2 separate regions of the Zea mays genome follow, and region 2 is linked to region 1. The links are chromatin contacts, called in public Hi-C maps. All regions are on one chromosome and are shown on one strand. Each heading gives the region's core, a stretch centred on a gene start, on an enhancer-like site or on the middle of the called end of the contact. The rest is flanking DNA. Distances are from core to core; before and after follow the strand shown. Region 1 holds the start of LOC100193955. Region 2 holds the start of LOC103633215 (rab3 GTPase-activating protein catalytic subunit).

What was found. Hi-C and Micro-C count contacts between places; a contact is called where the count stands out from the background.
Region 2: a Hi-C map of bundle sheath shows a contact between it and region 1, with 2.1 times the contacts expected there. The contact joins the promoter of LOC103633215 here to the promoter of LOC100193955 in region 1. A contact is called at or near these places in 4 of 25 Hi-C or Micro-C datasets (bundle sheath, ear, endosperm and 1 more).

Annotation. Positions count from the first base shown.
Region 1 is chr7:161,189,480-161,193,851 of Zm-B73-REFERENCE-NAM-5.0, forward strand. LOC100193955 reads right to left here and starts at 1,771. Exons shown (of 10, transcript NM_001359359.1): 1 at 1,326-1,771. The coding sequence starts at 1,619.
Region 2 is chr7:161,447,192-161,451,571 of Zm-B73-REFERENCE-NAM-5.0, forward strand. LOC103633215 (rab3 GTPase-activating protein catalytic subunit) reads left to right here and starts at 2,433. Exons shown (of 13, transcript XM_008654909.3): 1 at 2,433-2,793; 2 at 2,909-3,033; 3 at 3,705-3,826; 4 at 4,113-4,300. The coding sequence starts at 2,463.

The DNA.
Region 1 (4,372 bases), core at 521-3,020:
ATGCTCATTCCAGCACCAGCTGTTTCTGAGTAGCTCAAAGACAAGAGAGTCCAGAATTGCTATCCATAATACCAACTAAATGTTCACTCTTCGTTAAATGTGTCGATATCTACATCATAATATCACCAGTAATATATAGGGTATTAACTCAAATGTCTATGGGCAACCAGCCAAACATTCAAGAAATGAAAGTTCACCAGTGAAGTGACTTGCAGATCAAATTAATAATTCAACGTTCATCTACAAAAATATAACACACTAGTATCATTGTACCGGTCAGGCATCCATGGTATCAAAGATAAAGAAGAAAATAAGGCTTTCTTGTGAAACCCAGTAAGCCTAATTTGATGTGACACTTTTGTACTCGTTCAAAATACCACATCAAAATGCCCAGTCTATAATTGGTCAACCAAAAGGTAAAAAACAACATAAGTTTCATGAAGAACAATTGCCAGATATGTTGCTACAGTACTAAAAAATGGAGACTCTAGGGCAGATGTTACCCTTTATAATAAAATCCTGAATCTAAAAATTGTATCTAATATAAGCAACAACACATGCATCTCACTTGCATGTAACATCATACACTTGAAACCACCCACTTAGAGCTTTCGTTTCACCGTTAATCTATGTGGATTGAGTGGTATTGAGTCGGTTTAAATCCATAGCCAGTCAAAATCTAACCCAATATATTCCAATACACTCCAATCCACATGGATCCATGTGGATTGGAGTGTATTGGGTAGGATCGACCCAATCTCACTCAATTCACATGGATTGAGAGTGAACCGAAGCCCTATATCATGGATCAACACGGCCTAGGAGACTAAACAACTACAAGGGTGCATCCGCTAGGTAGCCAACAGCCAGAAAAACACTTCAACAAGCTCACACAATCTAGCGATCGATCAAAATAAATAGCAGAAGTGTGTAGCTCTGTATGACAGAACCACCAGTCTAGTGCTGCAAAAGATTTTGCATACATGTACACACCACGGTAATCACCCTCAAGCATTCATTCATGGTAAGCAATACGACCCTACAAGCCACAATAAGCACCCTCAAACATTTCGTTCATGCTATGCTGTACTACTCCGAACCTGCAAGTCCCCTCATCACCACGGTACATCATGCAAACAAGAGATAAGGTGAAGGCAGAGTCGCCTGACACAGAAACGTTGTTGGATCGCGCGTCGCGGCCAGGAAGCAATCAACGGGAAACCGCACGGGCGAAGCCTGACACGGGCTAACACCACGAAGCCCTCCCCGCCACTGAGAGCCGCAAGCAGTTCAACAAAGAAAATAGGAGTGGGTGGAGCGGGGACCTGGTGACGGTACACGCCGGGGACATCGAGCGCCTCGACGTCGAAGGAGTCGGCGCGCGGGCCCGTGCGCACGAGAAGCTGGCGCAGCATCTCATCGTTCTCGTAACCTTCGTCTTCGTCGGAGCACCCGCCGCCCCGTGAGCCCGAGGCGGTGGCGGAGGTGTCCACGCTGCCGTCGTCGGAGCTCTCGATCTCCACGTCCTCATTGGCGCCCCCCGGGACCACCCACCGCATCTCCGCCGACTCCGTCTTCTGCAGACTCCGGCGGACAACGCCACCGCTCTCCGCCTTCATCCGAATCGAGGCGTGGAGGGGAGGAGGCGCGCGCCTGCCGATGTTCTAGTGCTACGGCCGGTGCCGCGGAGAGGTGTGGCGGGGTGGAATAGGCAAAAAGGGAATGGGAAGAAAGGAGAGTTGGGACTGCAGAGGAGAAACGGAACTGAAACTGTGGGAGTTGGGATACAGCTCCGCTCAAGTTGTTTTTATATACTTCCTTTGCTTAAATTAAAAACTGTTTTAGAAAAAATAATAAATTCATATAATACTTGATATACGTATTATATATATACCTAGATTTATTATCATCTATCTAAAGATATATATAAAAATTAAGAGCTAAAACATACTACCTCCGTTGTCAAATATTTGTCGTCTGCTAGTTTAGGGTTTGACCTAAACCGTGACAAATAAAAAAGAATAAGAGAGTACTATCTTAGAGTATAAAATAGTAATTTAATTTCACTATTAGTGTGATTAGTTCACGGCAACGGGCACGCCTCACTCGCGCGGGCATGTCCCGATCAAAACGAGAGTGCGCCACTTCCCTTCGCATGAAGATGAAAGAGCCCAAAATAATCTTGTTTGCACTCGCGCGTGTAGAGCCTGGACGGCGCCGTGCAGCCAACCAAACGTGCTCGCAGGCGCAGTCAATGCACGCGAGTAGCCTGCGCGCGAGCAGTGGGCGAACCAATCACGCCCTATGTGTACAACGAAGGTAGCACGTGTATATGAAAGGATCATCGTGTTTAAAAAGATGGTATATTATTTTTCTAAAAAATCCTATGTAAATTAAGTTTTAACTGTAAGTCCGACTTTATTTGAGTGTCTAATGTGTAAATAGAAATTTTGTACCATAATTTTCAACATTATACTATCGTTGTAGTTCTAGAAATATAAATTCTTACAAAAAAATGCCCAAAGATAAATGTGTATGCTAAATTAAGGGATAGAAAACTCCTCGATGTTTTATAAGTTTTCGGAGAATCGGCACTTTCCACTAATTCTCGTTGGAGTAACCACACAACAGTGGCACTCCCTCTGTACATGTAAAGACCAAGTGCTTTATACAAGTTGGGTGCCGTTTGGTTCACGAAATGTAACGTAAATGGTAATGGTAATGATTCACACTCAAATATTGGCGGTAACAAATTTGAATAAGGTAGTATCCATTTATAGTGTGATATCAATTACGGCTGGACTTAAACAAACATGATTTAACGTTATCGGTTACTCATTACATTACCAATATGTGAACCAAACGGCACATTGGTTCTTTGTCACTCCAACACAACAACCGCTCACAACCATATATAAAATATCGGTCCGGTTACTTACAAATTCTTCAGATGGTCACAACACCCCAATCGTCACCGAATCATCTAGGTAATATTGGTTACCAATAGTAACAAGCACTAGATCCTCATTTAACCATGATGAGCCTAATATGGGTGGTAGATTCACACAAGTCACTCTCCATCCACTCAGACAGCGATGGGGCAGGTGCGGCTCTAGCCCCTCCTACCACTCCCAAGTAGAGATGGCAATGGGAACCCGATCCCCGATTTCCCACGAGGAATTCCTCCATTGGGGGATGGGATGGGGAAGAAACTTTCCCCGCGGGGATATAAACGGGGAAATTCATCCTCCAACGGGTAAACGGGGATGTGGACGGGGAAGCATTCTCTATCCCCATTCTCCACGGGACCCGTTAAACTTGTATGTGATGATGTTTTCGTGTACTAGTTAATGATAAATATATATAATGACCTTGTCAAGAGACCACTAATTATACAAATGTGTTCATTTTGATGTATACATAATGATTTCTTACATCTGACAATGTGTATAAGTGACAATGTTTTACATTAATAACAAAGGACGTATGTTCTAATTATAATTTAAACGGGGATGGGGATCCCCATTGGGGATTTATCCCCGTGGGGAACTGGGATGGAGAAGAAATGTTCCCCGCGAGCGTTCGTGGGGATCCCCGCGGGGGAATTTTTTCATCGCGGGGACGAGGATAGGGAGCTATTCCCCGACGAAGAATTCCCCATTGTCATCCCTACTCCCAAGTCCATAGAGCCCCTTCTAAAATTTAAAACATATATAATATAGTCTCATTATGTATTTTATGGTTTTATCTTTCAATGTTTCAAAGTAACACTACTTCGAACTATTACATATGTCTATTATGAGTTATTTAGTATCGATGTAGTGGTTTAATTAAGTCCCTCCTAAATTTTTTCTAGCTATGTCCCTACTGCACTAATGAGTTTGTTAATCGCATGATTACCATTTCTCTAATATTCACCATGCAAAGGGTCTTCATCGCTCTCAAATGGTTGCTTCAACTATTAGAAGGAGAAATACACCTCAAGGAGTTAAGTTAGGGGTATTAATAGCCCCAATGGGTGAAATTAGTTGTTAGAAACCCACTCAGCAACTTCTAGGACACTAGACATGTCCAATACCAACATTTCCACTACACCGGACACGGCGGTGCCACTCCAACAACTAGTTTTCTGAACTAGCCATTGTTGTACATCATATCCGGTGCAAGCACAAGTGTCACACTGAATGTGTCTAGCGAGTACAACATATAAGTTGCAAGCACAAGTGTCCTAATGCTTGTGCTCTGATCCGAACAGGCCTTCGAAGATAGCTTTGTAGAGATTTATCTACCTTTTAGGTGCATTGGAACAATTCTTGTGTTGCCGTTAGTTTTGCTTAGAACCCTTAAAAGATGATCAGTTAGCTCTTGAGTT
Region 2 (4,380 bases), core at 1,183-3,682, 260 kb after region 1:
ATAGATTGAAGAAGGTTGGAATGATTGGAAGATAAAGACAGATGAGAAACATATGAGGGTTTAGGGTAGCCTTGGCGTAGGAACTTACTAAATTTGTTTAAATTAGAGCTCAACACCGTAGCTCGTGGAGCCAAGGTTAGCATGAAGATCTGTGGCACTGACCTCGGCGCCACGAGCTATGATGTTGTGCCACATCAAGGCCACGATGATGTCCATGCTATTTCTGGTATGATATTGTGGTGCAATGATCTAAGACATCGAGTCATGTAACATCAATGTCTTAGATCACGGTGACGACCTCTAGGATTCTTTTAGTTCCATCATGGGTGCAACGTGAAATTGTATTAAAAAGACTACAATAAAAAAAATCTGAGTTACAAAAGGGAAAAGCCTGGCTATCTCAGATTAATTAGGTCGCATAAATAATGCTATTAGTGCTGAACTATGTCTGCATTTGTTCTTAATTTGATATGACCCCTTCTGTTTAGTTTTCTACAACATAATTGTTCTCACTTGTTGGGACCTAATTATGTTTATAGTTTCTAGGTGATAATATGATTTATAGGAACACCATAATATTTTGTGTCATAAGATATATGGTTTGCATTGATTTTAATTATAGTATTTGGATAACATGGTGTTTTTAGAGTATTGAAAACTTCATTTCAATACAAACATTATTAACATATGAGGGTTTAGGGTAGCCTTGGCGTAGGAACTTACTAAATTTGTTTAAATTAGAGCTCAACACCGTAGCTCGTGGAGCCAAGGTTAGCATGAAGATCTGTGGCACTGACCTCGGCGCCACGAGCTATGATGTTGTGCCACATCAAGGCCACGATGATGTCCACACTATTTTTGGTATGATACTGTGGTGCAATGACCTATGACAGCAAGCCATGTAACATCAGTGTCTTAGATCACAGTGATGACATCTAGGATTCTTTTAGTTCCATCAAGAGTGCAACGTGAAATTGTATTAAAAAGACTACAATAAAAAATTGAGTTACAAAAGGGAAAAGCCTAGCTATCTCAGATTAATTAGGCCGCATAAATACTGCTATTAGTGCTGAACTATGTCTACATCTGTCCTTGGTTTGATATGATCCCTTCTGTTTATTTTTCTGCAACATAATTGTTCTCACTTGTTGGAACCTATTTGGAAGTAAATTATGATTATAGTTTCTAGGTGATACTATGATTTATAGGAACACCATAATATTTTGTGTCATAAGGTGTATGGTTTGCATTGATTTTAATTATAGTATTTTGCATAACATGGTGTTTTTAGAGTATTGAAAACTTCATTTCATTATGAAGTTTTTATTTTTCTGAGGCAATATAAAGTTTTTATAATATGGCTAGCTTTTACATAAATACTATGGTATAATGTTATACTCAAATAGTAGCTAGTATTTTTTTAGTTGGCTAAACTATGATACTACCGTGATAATTATAAAGTGCAGTTGTAAAATCATAATTTTAACAAACATTATTACCATCTGCCAAGCTTTTATAATGGAGGTAGAGTCGTGTGACACTTTGCTACACTGCTCAGATCTCCTTATTAAAGTATCACATGGTTGGATCATGTCCGACTTCAATTACATGTTCTCACTGCTGTCACATGCTTATACAAGAGTGGTTACCTTTATATTTAATTTTAAATAAAAAATATTTTAGCTCTTCTAATTCTCTCCAGTCTTCGCGCTCCCAAACTAGTCCGAAGAGATGGAAAGATTTTGGGAGGAGTTTCGAAAAATTACCAACACAATATGTGCGGGTTCGAGTTGAGCCATTCGCTTTCGCTGAGACTGGAACTTCACTGCTCGGTTCGTGGTGAAATCTTCCAGAATTCCCGGCCGTTAAAATTTGGTCGCTGATTGACTCTGTCTATCGCGCACACGGTTCTGTCGGTGATTATTGTCGTACCTTGACTAAAAAGGGTGTAGCAGATGATCAGCCGGGAAGAGGTCCCAGATGGAGTCCTGAGCAGTGAAGAAAGCTTGTACGTGCTCGCGTGACACGAAACCGAGGAATTTTACATGAGCAGAGAAATGTTCAAATGGCATCGTGATTGCAGCGCGAAAGCGACGCTGTGATCTCAACGGCTCCGTAAACAAACACACACACACACACACCACGGAAAGCTATGCCATTTTCTTCTACAAGCATGTGTAGCCAAGTTACAAAAGACAAATGGCGTACTTTCTAAACACGAGTATATCCATCAACGAAAGACAAACCACGTCTTTTTTGGTTGCATAGTGTGTGTGTAGTATACGGCCTGAGATCCCGATGCGTCTTTGACGTCTTCGTAATTCATACACCATGAAACTTCCCTCGTGCCAGATACATCGCCATCATCAGCTGCTGACCCCTTCAAAGTGATAGTGCCCTATAAATATACCAGATCAAGCAAGGACACGGTAGAAAAACAGCTCAAAAAACTCACACAAGCCATGCCCATGTCCACGATGCCACCACCACCGCCGCCCCATCACAGCCCAGCCATCCAACGGCCGAGCACGACCGGATCGGACGTGCCCCTGAATTTCCACCGCTGCCACTACCAAATCCCGTTTTTTAAAATCAAAATACAAGGCTCCCTTCTTCCAGTCCCCCGTGCTCCGGCTCCCCTTCCTCCGCATGTTCCCACCTCCTGCGCGGCCCCGGGTCACTGCCAGGTAGGCCACACCATGCAGCCGCCGCAGTCGCTGGTGTCCCGCGCGCGCACCGCGATCCACTCCGCCGCCGCCCGCGTGCTCACCGACATCAAGGCCGACCTCCGAGGTACGTGTGCCGTCGGCGCGGGGTCCTCGCGCTCGCTGTTCGCTCTCGCTTCCGAATCTGATGAGCTCCCGGGCGGGGGATGGGGTGGGATCGGTTGTGGTGGGTGGGGGCGCAGATGCCGAAGGATCCGGCGGGCGTAGCCGGGCGCCGTCGCCGAGGACGTCTCTGGATCGGGAGGCCGCCGAAGCGAGCGCCACGGGGCGGGAGCCGGACGTGAAGCCGCCGTCGCCGCGTGATGAGGTACGGGGTTCTTGTCGTTCTACTCCTCCAACTGGGTGCTGCTCCATTCAGTCCGGTGCTCGCGCGGGTTGGTGGTAATGGTGCTGAATCCGAGCAGTTGAGCTGATTGTGACGGAGAGATTGGTGAATTGATGTCGACTTGTGGTGGAAGTGGTTGCTGTTCCAGGCAGTTGAACTGCTATTGGCTTGTGTGCTTCTCTGTTCTCACAGTGTGGCTCAGCAGAATCGTGAAGCTCTGGATTCAAGCTTTGCGGAGGCTTGTTAGAAAATCAAGGCCTTTCAGTTAGTAGTAGTTACCCTGTCACTTCTTTGTTGGGCTTTGTCAATGCTCCAGGGTGTAGATTCCATGGAAGCATATGGCTGTGTGTGCTGAGCCTCCCCTGAGCAATTTTTTTATGACGAACTGGGGCAGTTGGGTGTGTTAAACACAGCCAAATGGAGCATTCGGTTCTGGTGGATTGGACTGGATATTGAGTTTGCGGGAGCTGTTAGGGACAATATTCATAATTCTGCAGTTAGTATCGAAACCCCCTTTTTTTTGTTAAGTACACAAAAGGCCTCTTTGTTGGATGCTTAAATTCTCTATTTCATTTCATTTCTTGTTATAAGCACAATTGGCTATTTAATCAGCTGGATCTTCACGTATGCTACTCAAAACTTCGTGGTCCCAGGTCCTAGAAATAAGCCCCCCAGAGAACGAGGATTCCTCAAGCATACCAACTGAATCAACCTGTTCAACAAAACTGACCTTTCCTCCAGCTTCAATAGTTAAACAACTGGTGTCTGCCATTGAGTAAGTTCATGTTCCTTAGCAAGCATTGCAGTGCACCTCATCCAGCATAATATTCAAAATATATGGAACTGTTTAAAACAAGCTAAATTATCATTTTTTTTCATTCCTACAATAATACCATTTGTCCATTTTTTTAAGGGTAAGAGTACATTCAGTTCTGCAAGCAAAGTTGCATCATTTGGAGATTCACATGTCATATAAACTTCCTATTTATATGAGTGGATTCATTTTGGCAATTTTTAATATTTTGTATATGAAATGTACAAATCATGTCGTGCTCTTGTAGAAATGGGAAAAGTTTCAAGTCAATGAGTGATATGAGGTATACTGGAGAACAATTGCTGAAAGATAAGGGAGGTTTGAGCTTGTCTGTTGTTAAATCACTTGTTCGACGTGACAAGGAAGAAAGATCGAGCTCCGATTTTTTTGGTGATGAAGAAACTCAATCTTTGATGTACTCCTTGTTCAAATTAGGTATGCTTTAATCTTTGATGTACTCCTTGTTCAAATTAGGTATGCTTTATTCAATGTGCTGAGGGTTTTACTTTGCATTG